Regions from separate parts of the Bombyx mori genome. Here region 2 is linked to region 1. The links are chromatin contacts, called in public Hi-C maps. All regions are on one chromosome and are shown on one strand. Each heading gives the region's core, a stretch centred on a gene start, on an enhancer-like site or on the middle of the called end of the contact. The rest is flanking DNA. Distances are from core to core; before and after follow the strand shown. Region 1 overlaps LOC101737516 (lysine-specific demethylase 3A). Region 2 overlaps LOC101737516 (lysine-specific demethylase 3A).

Region 1 (5,882 bases), core at 3,079-5,578:
ATAATATTTGTTGTTTGTTCGTTGATTAAAAGCCATAAATTAAGTTTAATGTGATATTTATTGTCGATTTCGTACAGTTGAGCATTAAGAATAGTTGAGTTAGTAACGCCACCCACCTTGAGACATGGAATTGAATTTTGAAATGGATTGAAATAGGTATAAATAGGTATAAAGGGGAAGCACCCCGTGTGGACTCAGAACGTACTACTCAATCCTCCGTCATATGGGTGATTTTACAGTTGGTAATACTACTGGCAGCAAAATATTGAAACGGCCACGCTTGGTGTTCGGGAGTTAAATTACGTATGCAGTAACATTACTGAGAAACTGTTTCACATTGGATACGTGCCAGTATCGAATCCGCACCTCCGTAACTTACCGATAAATTGTTATTAGATACTATCTGTTGATAAATAAGGATATAAATAGTATTTTCAATAAAGTAAACACAAAACGGCTCTACAATAAATTTGCCCAGAGGCAATGTAAATAAAATGAATTGTTAGTTTTACGATTGATAATTATCATTCATACGGGAATCCACATTCTGGCATCGGCACTGGGGTCATAGATCAACATAAATTAATTCAGGTTGAAACATAAAATAAAATAGCAGATAAAATTATAGGCGAGGAGAAAGTTAGATATAGCTTTGTATTTTTTTAACATTTTAAAAATACCGAATATTACCGTTAAAATGTTATTTTTTGGAATGTCCATGCATTAGTCGGCGTGTACATTGGTAATTAGTGCATCGAAATCAATTGTTAGATAACTGTGGGCCGACGAAGAGTGACGTAATCAGAATATCTCGCTGTTTTTCGCAAGCACGTAATGTAATAGTGATGACGTAATGACTGCATTTCTTTTTTTTATTTGAGAACTACATATTTATTTCAATATACATAGGTGTTACATATTCAACCAAATTTGTAAATATATTTGTAAATATATTTTATGTAAAACTTCAAGGGAAAATTTTGGTAAGAGCATGGAAAAAAATAGTCAACATTTCATTTGTCATCTATACATAAAACTGGATTATGACAGCAGATTGTAGGTACCTACCTACCTACCTAGTCGAAAATTTAAATTCGTCTCATTTGAATTTGGAACATTGAAGACACGTGGAATTATTCATGCAAAGATCTAGTTCCATTTCAATGAGCATTATAGAAAATGTAAAGTTTCTCATACATTGTTCCTAACACGTGTTAAGTTCGGAGGTCATCTGTATGGAGTTAAACTTATTTATTGTACTAAATGAATTAACGAGAGATCACGATCATCCTGATTTCCCAAAATATGGCGCGCCTAATATTACCATTGTTCACGGACACCGGTAATGCTTGCTTGCTGTACCTTCTTTTCCCCTACCGATTCGCTGGTAGCCTAAGAGCTACGCCCGGGCGGGTAGGTGAGCTCATGGGTTCAATCTGAGAGAATTTGCTAACACTAGTTCTAGCAAGAGCAGTGTCTCGCAAAATGTGCCACCGGACCGGAATCGCAACCCACTGAGCAGATCCGGCGAGAAGCTCAGTGGGCAAATATCTACATTAAAAGAAGAAAGAAACAAGCATTCGAAATAATAATAATGTTTACTGTATGCACTAGGTTTGTGTTCCAAATTCTTCTTTCCTTTTGCGGGCCTACTAGAACAGATTTCAACATGAAATAAGTAGTGCCCTTGTACTCTGTATCCTTATTGTCGTGTTTTTTCTAACAGCTGTGTGTACAAAATATATTAAATAAAATAAATAAATATATAAACGAAAAAGCGAGTATAGTACCTATCGTTGTTTACTTTTGTTCAAAACCATTTCCTTAACGACTAATTTATCTGAATAGTATGATTCAGTTCAGTACAACGTGGATAGGAAAAAACCATTTATTTGTCTATTCAAATCTAGGTCACCGACGACAACGCAACAAGAATTTATGACTCATATACGCAGTTTGATAGTTTGAGCTGCTGAGATCGTCCTATATTTGTTTTGAACTTAGCCTGACTTTACTGTTCTGCATAAATTATAATATGAACGAGTTTACGGTTCACCTGACTTTGAGTGATTACTGGATTCTATTGTATGTTTCGCCGTTCCAACTGGAATGCATGATAGTTTCACGCCAGAAATGGGCAGGATGGTGGTGACCAGTGTGTACGCAAATTATATTATTTGCGGATTCAATTTGTACTACAGAACATTATTCCTTTCTGGTCGAATGGTATGTTATTTTTACTGGAATCTTGTGAGCCCACACGGGTAGGTACTATTTGTGCCGTAAGGCATAGAAGATAGAAGCAGCCGTTGTACTTGTATACTTCGTTGTGTACTTATGTACTACGTTGTATTGAAATAAGAACTCAAGGTGGGGGTGGCATTTACTTTGTTGATGCTATGGGCCTCAGTCTTCGCTTTACACCAAGTGTGGGCCCTGAGCTGGTTCACCCGTCTGAGCAATAAAAAGTCATCTGTGAACATGTGTTAAGTACGTATTAAATTTCAAAAATTGGTATCTGCCTGCGGGATTTTAATCGGTTCGGTTAATACATAATATTAAGTAAACTGTAATATTACAAGTAATTTTATAATATGCCGCTACTTATGAAGGTAATAAACAGTGATCAACATAATTAAGAGGTATTTCGTATTGGTTTATCCTGTTATCGCATCCAACGGCTTATTATCAAAATTTGCAATTAAAATAATTAAAATATGTTGTTAATCGTAATTCATCGTTTTCTAGTCTATATATCTGTATATACAAAAGAATAGGCAAAGACAAAACAATTTACATTTTCTCCTCTTTCCAATCAAACTTCTTTTATCTATCTATATATATAAAAATGAATTGCTGTTCGTTATTCTCGCTAAAACTCGAAAACGGCTGGACCGATTTGGCAAATTTTGGTCTTGAATTATTTGTACAGAGAATGTTTAAAAGGTAAATTAATATGAAAATACTCGGAATTAAATAAAAATAATAATTTTGTTTTTCCTTTGATGTGTTATTTTATACAAAAGTTTAGGTCTTTTATTTATCGATTGAGGCACTACGAAGTCTGCCGAGTCAGCTAGTAAAGAATAAAATAATCAAAATATTACACATTTTAAGAAAGCTACTTCCTCAAATTCTTTCTCCCTTCGAAGCGTTTCTCGTTTTCGAAATCTGTAGAAAAAAACAAATGCCCTAAATAATGAAAGGGCGCTCTGTAATAAGTTGTACATTCATTTAGAAATAACAAAGAGGGGTGAGTTCGGGTAATCGGTAAAGTTTGTAACAACATCGACCGAGTTTCGTGTCCGCAAGCCGGAGTTGGTTAATGCGAGTTCCCGTACGAGTATCGATCGCGACAAGTACCTACGGGATGTCTGGATTCGTCTGGCGAGCCCGGGAACCGAACACGACGGCCCGCCTGTCCCCACCCTCGCGCCCGTTACCGTCAAAAGGGTCCGGATTAACGTGCCACTCACTACTTTGTTCTTGTTTTGTTTTGAAAGTTAATATTCATTTCAACCTGAATGGATGTGTAAACCTTTAGTTACAAACATAGATAGGGTTGTCCTATCTTCTTCCAAACCATTACCGAGTTTTTTAAGAATACAAAATATATAAAATTAGTTGTCAATTTGGTATGTGCTAGTTTTTATTCAATCAAGGATTTCCAACAAAAAAGATCTGTAAATATAAAATTCTTTATTTATGAAAGTACAACAAAGATAAATTAATACATACATGTATGTAAATTTGTTGTTATTTATTTGTTTCCCTAGATTATAGATTCTTACTTAAATGAAAAATATAACCGGACGACTCTTTGAGGTCGAAATTTCAATCGTCTATTACAATAATAACAGTCCTCAAACTTCATGTTCGTCGTTTTGCGGCAGTCTTGGTAGTAATAGGATTGATGCCAAGATTGCCGCTAATTGAATGCCATGCCATTAATTAGTATGAAGACAAATTTATCCCAATTACAAGTATGTATTCATAATATTTAAGAAATAAAAAATAAACATTAAATAAAATAATTCTTACACAGTAATTTTGTTTTAAGAATGGACTTGTTAATAAAATAAATCTAATATCTATCAAACAGTGATAAAAGTTTCTCTGTTAAAAAAATATGGACGTAATCTCATTGTTGTCAAATTTTAAAGCTTATCGGTGCATCAAAAAAGTTGACCTTGCATTTGCGGAAGACGCAATGTGTGTGAAATATAATTGGTTAATTATGCAAGTGTGTATGTCTGGTGGCCCGGACACGACTACGGGGCAGGCCGGCGCGGTCGAGGGGAGAGGGATGCGGGGGGCGCCCCTCCCCCATGACGCCAGTTTGCGCCATTCTCCCGCGCCGGCATCACTACGCTCGGTTACTCGTTGCTCGGAACGGTTTACCCAACGCATCTTTGCCTTTCACCGCACTACATGTTTTTGGAAATTCGAATGTGTGACGTCATCGTGAAGTGATATTGGTGCTTTGTGGCCGTTTCAGAAGGTGGCGCTACCGTGGATACTAGCGGTACTTGATGACTCATTAATTATTTTCAACCAAAGAACTAGCCTTAAACGTTCTGTGCTAATTTATAAACCAGTAGATGTTCATTGCTTTTATTATAGAATCATTTCATTATCATAACTAGTTCTACTATATCATTAGGTATATGTCTGTCTGAATGTGTTAAGAATAAATTGTTTTTTCCTGTAGCGCTTATTTGTATTATTTGTTAATAATTCAGCTCGCGTTCGTAGTAGTGTTGTCACTCGTGTTATATTTTATTTCTTTTAAATGTACACATACTTAAAAACCAATCATCGTAATTATCGTATTTTCGTGTTATCGTAAAAAACAGCTTGTTTGTTAATAAAAATACATTATTAAGTAAGTACATACAGATATGGATTTGCTAAAGTAATCATGTTTCGGGAAACTAGTTAACACTTTTTCCACGAGGCTGTATGAACGCGACTATCTCATACATACATACGTGCACATTACGTTACACGCAACAATGTGGGTGCAAGTCGCATACACCGAGCATGCATACAGAATATACAAGTAGATAGGCCACACCCTGATATAAATCGGTCTCTTTCCTACATGATCCGAATACTATACCGATTCATTTTACCTAGATATGGCTTTAATGACCGCTTATTTCTCAGAAGCGTTTATGGTAGTTCCAGAAAACAAGTTCTCGTGCGTTCTCGGATGCCGGGAATTAGAACATGTTGGCTGAATCGCGCGCTTCACTGATCGAGCTGTGCCACGCACGAACTGATGCCGACCGTATTGTTATTATTTTACGTACAGAAAGGAAACAGCTCGTTCACCGGGGCCCCTTGTTTGCTTTTGTTCTTTTCTAATTTCTTTGTCGGGTTTCATTGTTCCTCGCGCTGTTGTCGTAAACAATATTTACAGACAGTTAGAGCAGTTGGATTTGAGAGAAGTTAAAATTATATGAATAATAAACCATTAAGGTCGTTCATTCGTAAGTCATTGCTAAATACCGGTTTGCATTTAGCAATGAATTACGTAACTACGACAGGTGTTGGTTTAATTTAAGGCATTGTTGTCAGTGGTTTACGAAATAAACGATGCCCGTAAAGAGCAATAAAATCCGAATATGGCCTTGGTGCTTGCTAGACAGAGCTACATAAAGGCGATCCATGAATACCACAGAGTCCGTTTACGACCCACGCACGCCTACTCGCCGCATATTAAACTTAGGTATACGTGGATAAATCTCACCTGACAAAGCGGGACAGAATCTTCTACATATGCAGACATAGGTCTAATTTAACGTAAACGTATATAATAGGTACATACACGCGGCTCAAATTGCTAAGACCGTGGCTGTATCTCGAAAACAGTAATT
Region 2 (6,004 bases), core at 2,909-5,408, 70 kb after region 1:
TTTGTTAGTTTTTTTAAACTATTATTTATTTTTCATTTTTTAGTTGAATTTCAATTTTTTTCAATATTTTTTTAAATATTGAATACCAAATTTCGTGTTACCAACCTTTTGAAGGGGGTCAAAATCATGTTCAAAGATTCCGTTACAAACATACATACTTCTGAAGCTAATAATAAAAGCGTATTAAAAAAATTCGCTAAACTGATAAAATGATCTGAACAAGAGTAGTGGTGAACATCATGAAGGGAGTATTAATATTCACGATGCGGCACACCCGGAGCGGGCAGGCTTCACAAAATGGCTGCCCGAGGCGCTCAGCTCGACCGAGTCGTGACCGCCAGGAATCCACGCGCTCGTTTCGAACCCTCATCAATTATGCATGAATGCGGCCGAACGCCGATGTTTACTCTCCATGAGACAACAATTTATTGCGTCGTGCGGTTTTTGACATTCGATCGGCGACCGGTCCTCGGTCCTCGCAGATATGATGACGAAATACTTCGATTCACAGCGGAAGTTTCACTTATTCCTTTGAGTTAATAATAAGTATTAACTATCGTGACAAACTTGTTATGGCAAAAGTCCAGAATTATCGTTTAAAAATTCTTTGATCTAAATTTGAGAAGACTGCGTCCAAGCTATTGGTCATGGCTCCCATGACGCTAATGAATAGTGATGTTACAAATCGACCGCTGTGTCCACTAGTAGAATATCATCGTGACTCACTATTATTGCATCAGGCATAGACGTGGAATTAATTTAATCGTAGTATCGATTGTCGAGTAGTTCTCAACCGCAGCTGTGTAAGCTATCGATAAAGCTGAATAACTTATTGTTATTTTAGCAGTCGTGATATAAAATTACGACTTTGTACTTTGTGTGTATTCTTAAACAAGTTGCGAGTTGAAGATACTGACCCCGTATATGTATTTGAGAAACATGTGTAACGAATAAGGGAATTTTATAAGCAAACAAAACTAATTATGAAATTAAAATAGAACATATGATAAGAAGTATGCGATAAAGTTTTAAAACAATTAACAACTAATGATCCACAGAGTACATGAGAACTGTTTCAAGATTATGAACGAAACACTTCAATCGTAAATGCCTTTAAAATGTACAGTCATTAATGCTAATTTGAATAGTTTTAATTTAATGTGATTAGTATCAAGGTCCTTTACGATATTATAAAAATAACTAAAGTTAAGTCTAAATAGTTTATTTTTTTTGAATTTGTGTTTCCCAGAATGTTATCGGGTACATAAAAATAAGTTAAATGTAATTTACGTGAATGTATTACAAAAAAAAGCTGTGCAAATAATGTGCGGGATAACGGGGTCGTTATCAGCAACTGCAACCAGGTTATCTATCAACTGCCGTGTTTGTTGTATTTTGTTATCAACAAATTCCCCACCTCTCTCACTATGCGAGCTATCTTATGTATATGACTGTGTACGCCAACAATTGTATGATAAAACATTTATTTTTAGGAGATTATCTAGTCGTGAGGTTGTGTTCCTACTTCATATCAAAGAACGTGATTATGTAGACATGCGCGTGGTTATCTCTCTCGAGCATTACCGCTTATCATTGTTATTTAGAACATAACAGTCATTTAAAGTGAATGTGCCCATTAAAAATAACAGCTCAATGTTTATCTTGTGATGCAGTTTTTATACATCGAATGTGTAAATTACACAGCATTAGTTATTCGCATGTAACCGCTAACTCGATTAGCACAAGGCCAAAATCAGGTATGCGACCTCTTTGCTTGTTTTCACAAAAAAAAAACTTCGCAAACAGGTTTTGCCTAACAATTTACTTACACGTATCCGCTTGCCCGCATGACGAACCGAAGTAATAAAAACTGTGTTAATAATAAATACAGCGATACGTTGTATTATGCATGTTAATACGTAACAAAAAAGTAATTAGGTTTTTCGTGATATTATTATTTCGGCCAGAACAAAAAAATCGTTTAGTGTAATAAAAACGTTTTAATAACATTCTCTTTACGTTTTATTAAGCGTAGCGTTCGTATAGATTAAATTCGCAGTATAACGATATATAAAGTTACTCTATATCATAAACTATTACGACTGTGTAACTCTCAATGGATTTCTGTCATCATCTATAACCTGTATGAACTCCGCTCGTTAAAATATGTGGGTAAGTAAGTACATACATTTTTCGGATAGCATGTCAAGAAATTGGACGTATTCCAAATCGTCGAGCTATTGTAAAACATTCTCTATATGTTACGGTTTGCTGGTTTGTATTTGTTTACATTTCAATGTATTCCATTCATTTCATCATTTTCATTTATTTTATCATTGGTTAAAAAAAAACAAATCACCACCTTAAATTATGTTCTTGAGTGCCAACGCTTGAGTTTTTTTTAAGAGATCTTACAATTTACCTATTATTAAATAGCCTTGGATATATCATATAATATGTTCAACAGATTTATAACCAAAACAACTCGCACAAGTTTTTACGGCAAGTCAAACCAGCTAAGACACTAATAGATCTTGTTACATGGAAAAACGGAAATACCAATTCTGTTTCCATGAAATAAATTAATATATTGTAACATTATTATGTTCTAGTAATAAAACTCTTTCGAAGTTCTCCGTCTCGTTACGTAGGCGGCACGATTTCATTAAACTCACGACTTTAATATGATAAATGAATATTTTAACATAATTTAAGAAATTAAATTTGAGCCTTTGATTTCGGGATGTTAAAGTAATAATATCTAGTTTTCCTGCTACATTATTTTTTAATGCTGTAGTTGGGTAGAAGAGTTCACCGCCTCTGTAGAACGAGATATCCATAGAACTGCTAAGAAATCAATGACACCATAATAGTAAAAATAATAAATTTATAAATTGCTGAACTTCACAAATCATGTTTCGTGAATTGCTATACATAAAAAAATAACCCGGTTGATACATGACCGCTCCCCAAATGCATTGTGTGAATAATTTGAGATCTTCACCGGTTCATCCCATGCGTGCAGGGCTTTACATCAGGTGCGCTCTTTGTGTGCGACTAGGGAATAGGAGCCTCCCCAAAATTATGCCCCGCCGTCTTGCTTCACCCCCGCGTTGCCCTTCACTTGTTGCTAGTGTTGCTACGATCACGATCCGCTACGTCGCTGTCGCGAGACTGCCGCGGCGGAGCTCCCCCGCCCCCTTTTCCTGCAAACTCCACTTCCCCCGGTCCCCGCGTTCAGTTCTTTGTGCGCTACGGAGGCTCTAGTACGTCTGCAAGGCACGACTAAAATTTTCAGTCGTGATAGTGTAGCTTAACAGAGTGCTGACTGACTACGTTGTGTGTGTGAGTGCAGGTGAACGTATTTTACAATTTCCTGGCCGCATTCAAGGACACCTCAGGATAATATCAGGATTCATTAAAACTTCGCCGTAATATTATTGTGAATATCTGTGATACTAACTTTCGTTTAGTTTAAAAGGAAGTTTTAGATTTAATTTAACGGAAGATTAATTTGTGTTCGTGTTATTGAAAAGAGTGAAGCTGTATAATATTTCAAAATTACTTGGATTCTGGAACTATTTTCCACACTGTAAGTACTAAGGAATCATAGTAGTTATATTTGTCGTTTAATAAATAATTTCACACCTCGTCGCGAATGATGCCTCTCGTCTTTGAAGTAATCGATAAATTTAACATGTGATGTGGCACGTCATAATATATGTTGAACACATTTGAACTGGTAATCGCTTACGTTGTTATTAAATAAGGCAGTAGCTCATTACCTGCAATTTGAAATCGTTTCTAAGTTTTCGTTCATTAAACAAGCAGTTCTCATGGAAAACCGAAGTAATACTCCAAAGTCATGAACTAGTCATTAAATTGATCCAAACTGGTTTTAGAGGAAAAAAATTCCGATTTTGAAAAATCTCGTAACATATCAGTCATATCGATTAGCCTCTATTTATAGCGCCATTAATAGCTACTCACCTTCCGTGATTCCGCTTAAATCGTTATGGCTAACGATCGTGCTGCTGTCGATTAACTCAAAACTGTTAATTACAAGTACCTATTAGTATATTAATATAACCGATTAACGACAGCTCAACGTATCGCGTACAATAAATAATGCGTTACTTATCATGTTATTACACTAGTCGTGTATCGAATGACCTTTAGTATCGGTATGCGATATCAAGCAACGTTTTCCGAGCGTGCATTGTTAGCGTAAACAGCAATTCGTTATCGATTCGAGAGCTTTATCGCTCTATTGTTTGTTGAAACTCGGAATGACCCTTCGTGCTTGTTCCACCTAATTCCTGTTATCTAATTCCTTTGTCTTACATTACGATCGTTATTCGAACATTTCTAGCACTACTTTCTTTACTGATCATGCATAATTGACATTTCATTTGTGCAAAATAGATATTTTAAAATTGCAACAAAACAAATTCCTTGAATACTTGTCTCCAGTTAAAATACTTGGTGTCTGAATTTACACGTTATCACTGCACGTCGTGAGATGGTAAGCAGAGATTGCAGTCTGCTCTGCTCCGTGCTCTTTGGATAGCGCATTGCGCAATTTACAACACGAGTCAAGCAGTCGTGATAGATACTGAGCTACACTGTATCTTCAAGGTGGTATTGCAGGCCAAGTCACGATAACCGATGCGCCAAGAACGTTTTGTAATCTATACGAGCGATCACAACAATACAACGAAACGGGCGAACCGAGTTTCCGTATATTAAGCAAACGCTTTGACATTTAAAAACTGAGAATAAAATTATACAATTACTATAGAAAGTGAATTCAGAAAGTACTTGACCACGTAGGTACATAATTATCATAATTATGTTATTCACTTAACATTCCACTAAAAAAGTGTAATTGCAGTGCGAAGGGGGACAGGGAAAGCTTTGTCACGAGTAAATGTATTAACGGTTATTGTCCGAGTGGAAGTGTTTCATTACACGGTCGGTGAGTTGGAATCGATACGCTTCGTAGGTTTTAACGAGATGGCTTCGACTTCACGAACGCGCTTCGAAACATCGCATCGTTATAAATTTTGACTCGTGGCTTAACGTTTAAACGTAACATAGCATACTGCGATGGTTACGCTGAAATTTAGCAGAAGCACGTAACATAAACCGTGCTCTCGATTTATAATCGTTTATCTTTTCAAAGAAGTAGGTATTAAATAAATCAAAAATTTCAATACTCTTCAGTTCGTGTTTCAAATAGAAAGGCCCGATGATTGATCGCCGCCAGTCATGCGGTCGGTTTCATAGAACTCGTCACAAATAGTTATGACGGTTTTGACCTCTTATCCTCATCAATACTTTACTATAATGGAAAATAGAACTCAATACGATTGTTTATTAGAATTGCACATAAATTGACGCATGCTATTTACGCAGCTGTGTGGTGGGTTTACCTATACTCGAAAGATCGGTAAAAACAAAATGTCATACGTAAAGTGGTATGTTAAAATGAATAATTCAAAACTGCGCGTGTCTCCGAAAGCACAAAGAGTGCCTACCTACCTATTATATTTGCACAGTTTGAAGGCTCGAATTTCACAGAACTATTTGCGTCGCCTTACATAACCCACTTAATACGGATCCACCTTTTCGACTGTTATAATTTAGGATATGTTATTTTATTATACGTACGATGTGAAATTTTGTTGTTTGGTTTTTCTTAAACGTTTTTGTATAGTCTGTGAAGTATTCGGAACACGTCGAATTTTATTTTTGTGCACAAATTCTATGTGCTGAATAGGCTTACGGGCTCCGTCTGAGCGTTTGTCTTGTCAATCACTTTGCCGTAAGGAGTCTGCGTTTCCCCGCCGAGTTATTTGTTACTCTATTGTCCTCAGCTTTTGATCATGGTCGCATTGTTTCACAACTTGTTTATTCAATAGTTTTGTTTATTCAAGTCATGTCTATTCTACTTTTCATCGATTCTTTTATTTCGTAAACACAACGTTTTTCATTTCTTGTT

What was found. Hi-C and Micro-C count contacts between places; a contact is called where the count stands out from the background.
Region 2: a Hi-C map of midgut shows a contact between it and region 1, with 2.1 times the contacts expected there. The contact joins two enhancer-like sites. A contact is called at or near these places in 2 of 7 Hi-C or Micro-C datasets (midgut and whole pupa).

The regions. Positions count from the first base shown.
Region 1 is chr23:11,135,558-11,141,439 of ASM3026992v2, forward strand. All of the region lies in intron 6 of LOC101737516 (lysine-specific demethylase 3A), which reads left to right. Among protein-coding and RNA genes, the nearest start is that of LOC134201095, 44 kb to the left of the region's middle. Within about 2 kb of position 4,329, at least 8 of the 8 cell types and tissues checked have open chromatin away from gene starts, as enhancers often do.
Region 2 is chr23:11,205,858-11,211,861 of ASM3026992v2, forward strand. All of the region lies in intron 8 of LOC101737516 (lysine-specific demethylase 3A), which reads left to right. Among protein-coding and RNA genes, the nearest start is that of LOC692945, 24 kb to the right of the region's middle. Within about 2 kb of position 4,159, at least 4 of the 8 cell types and tissues checked have open chromatin away from gene starts, as enhancers often do.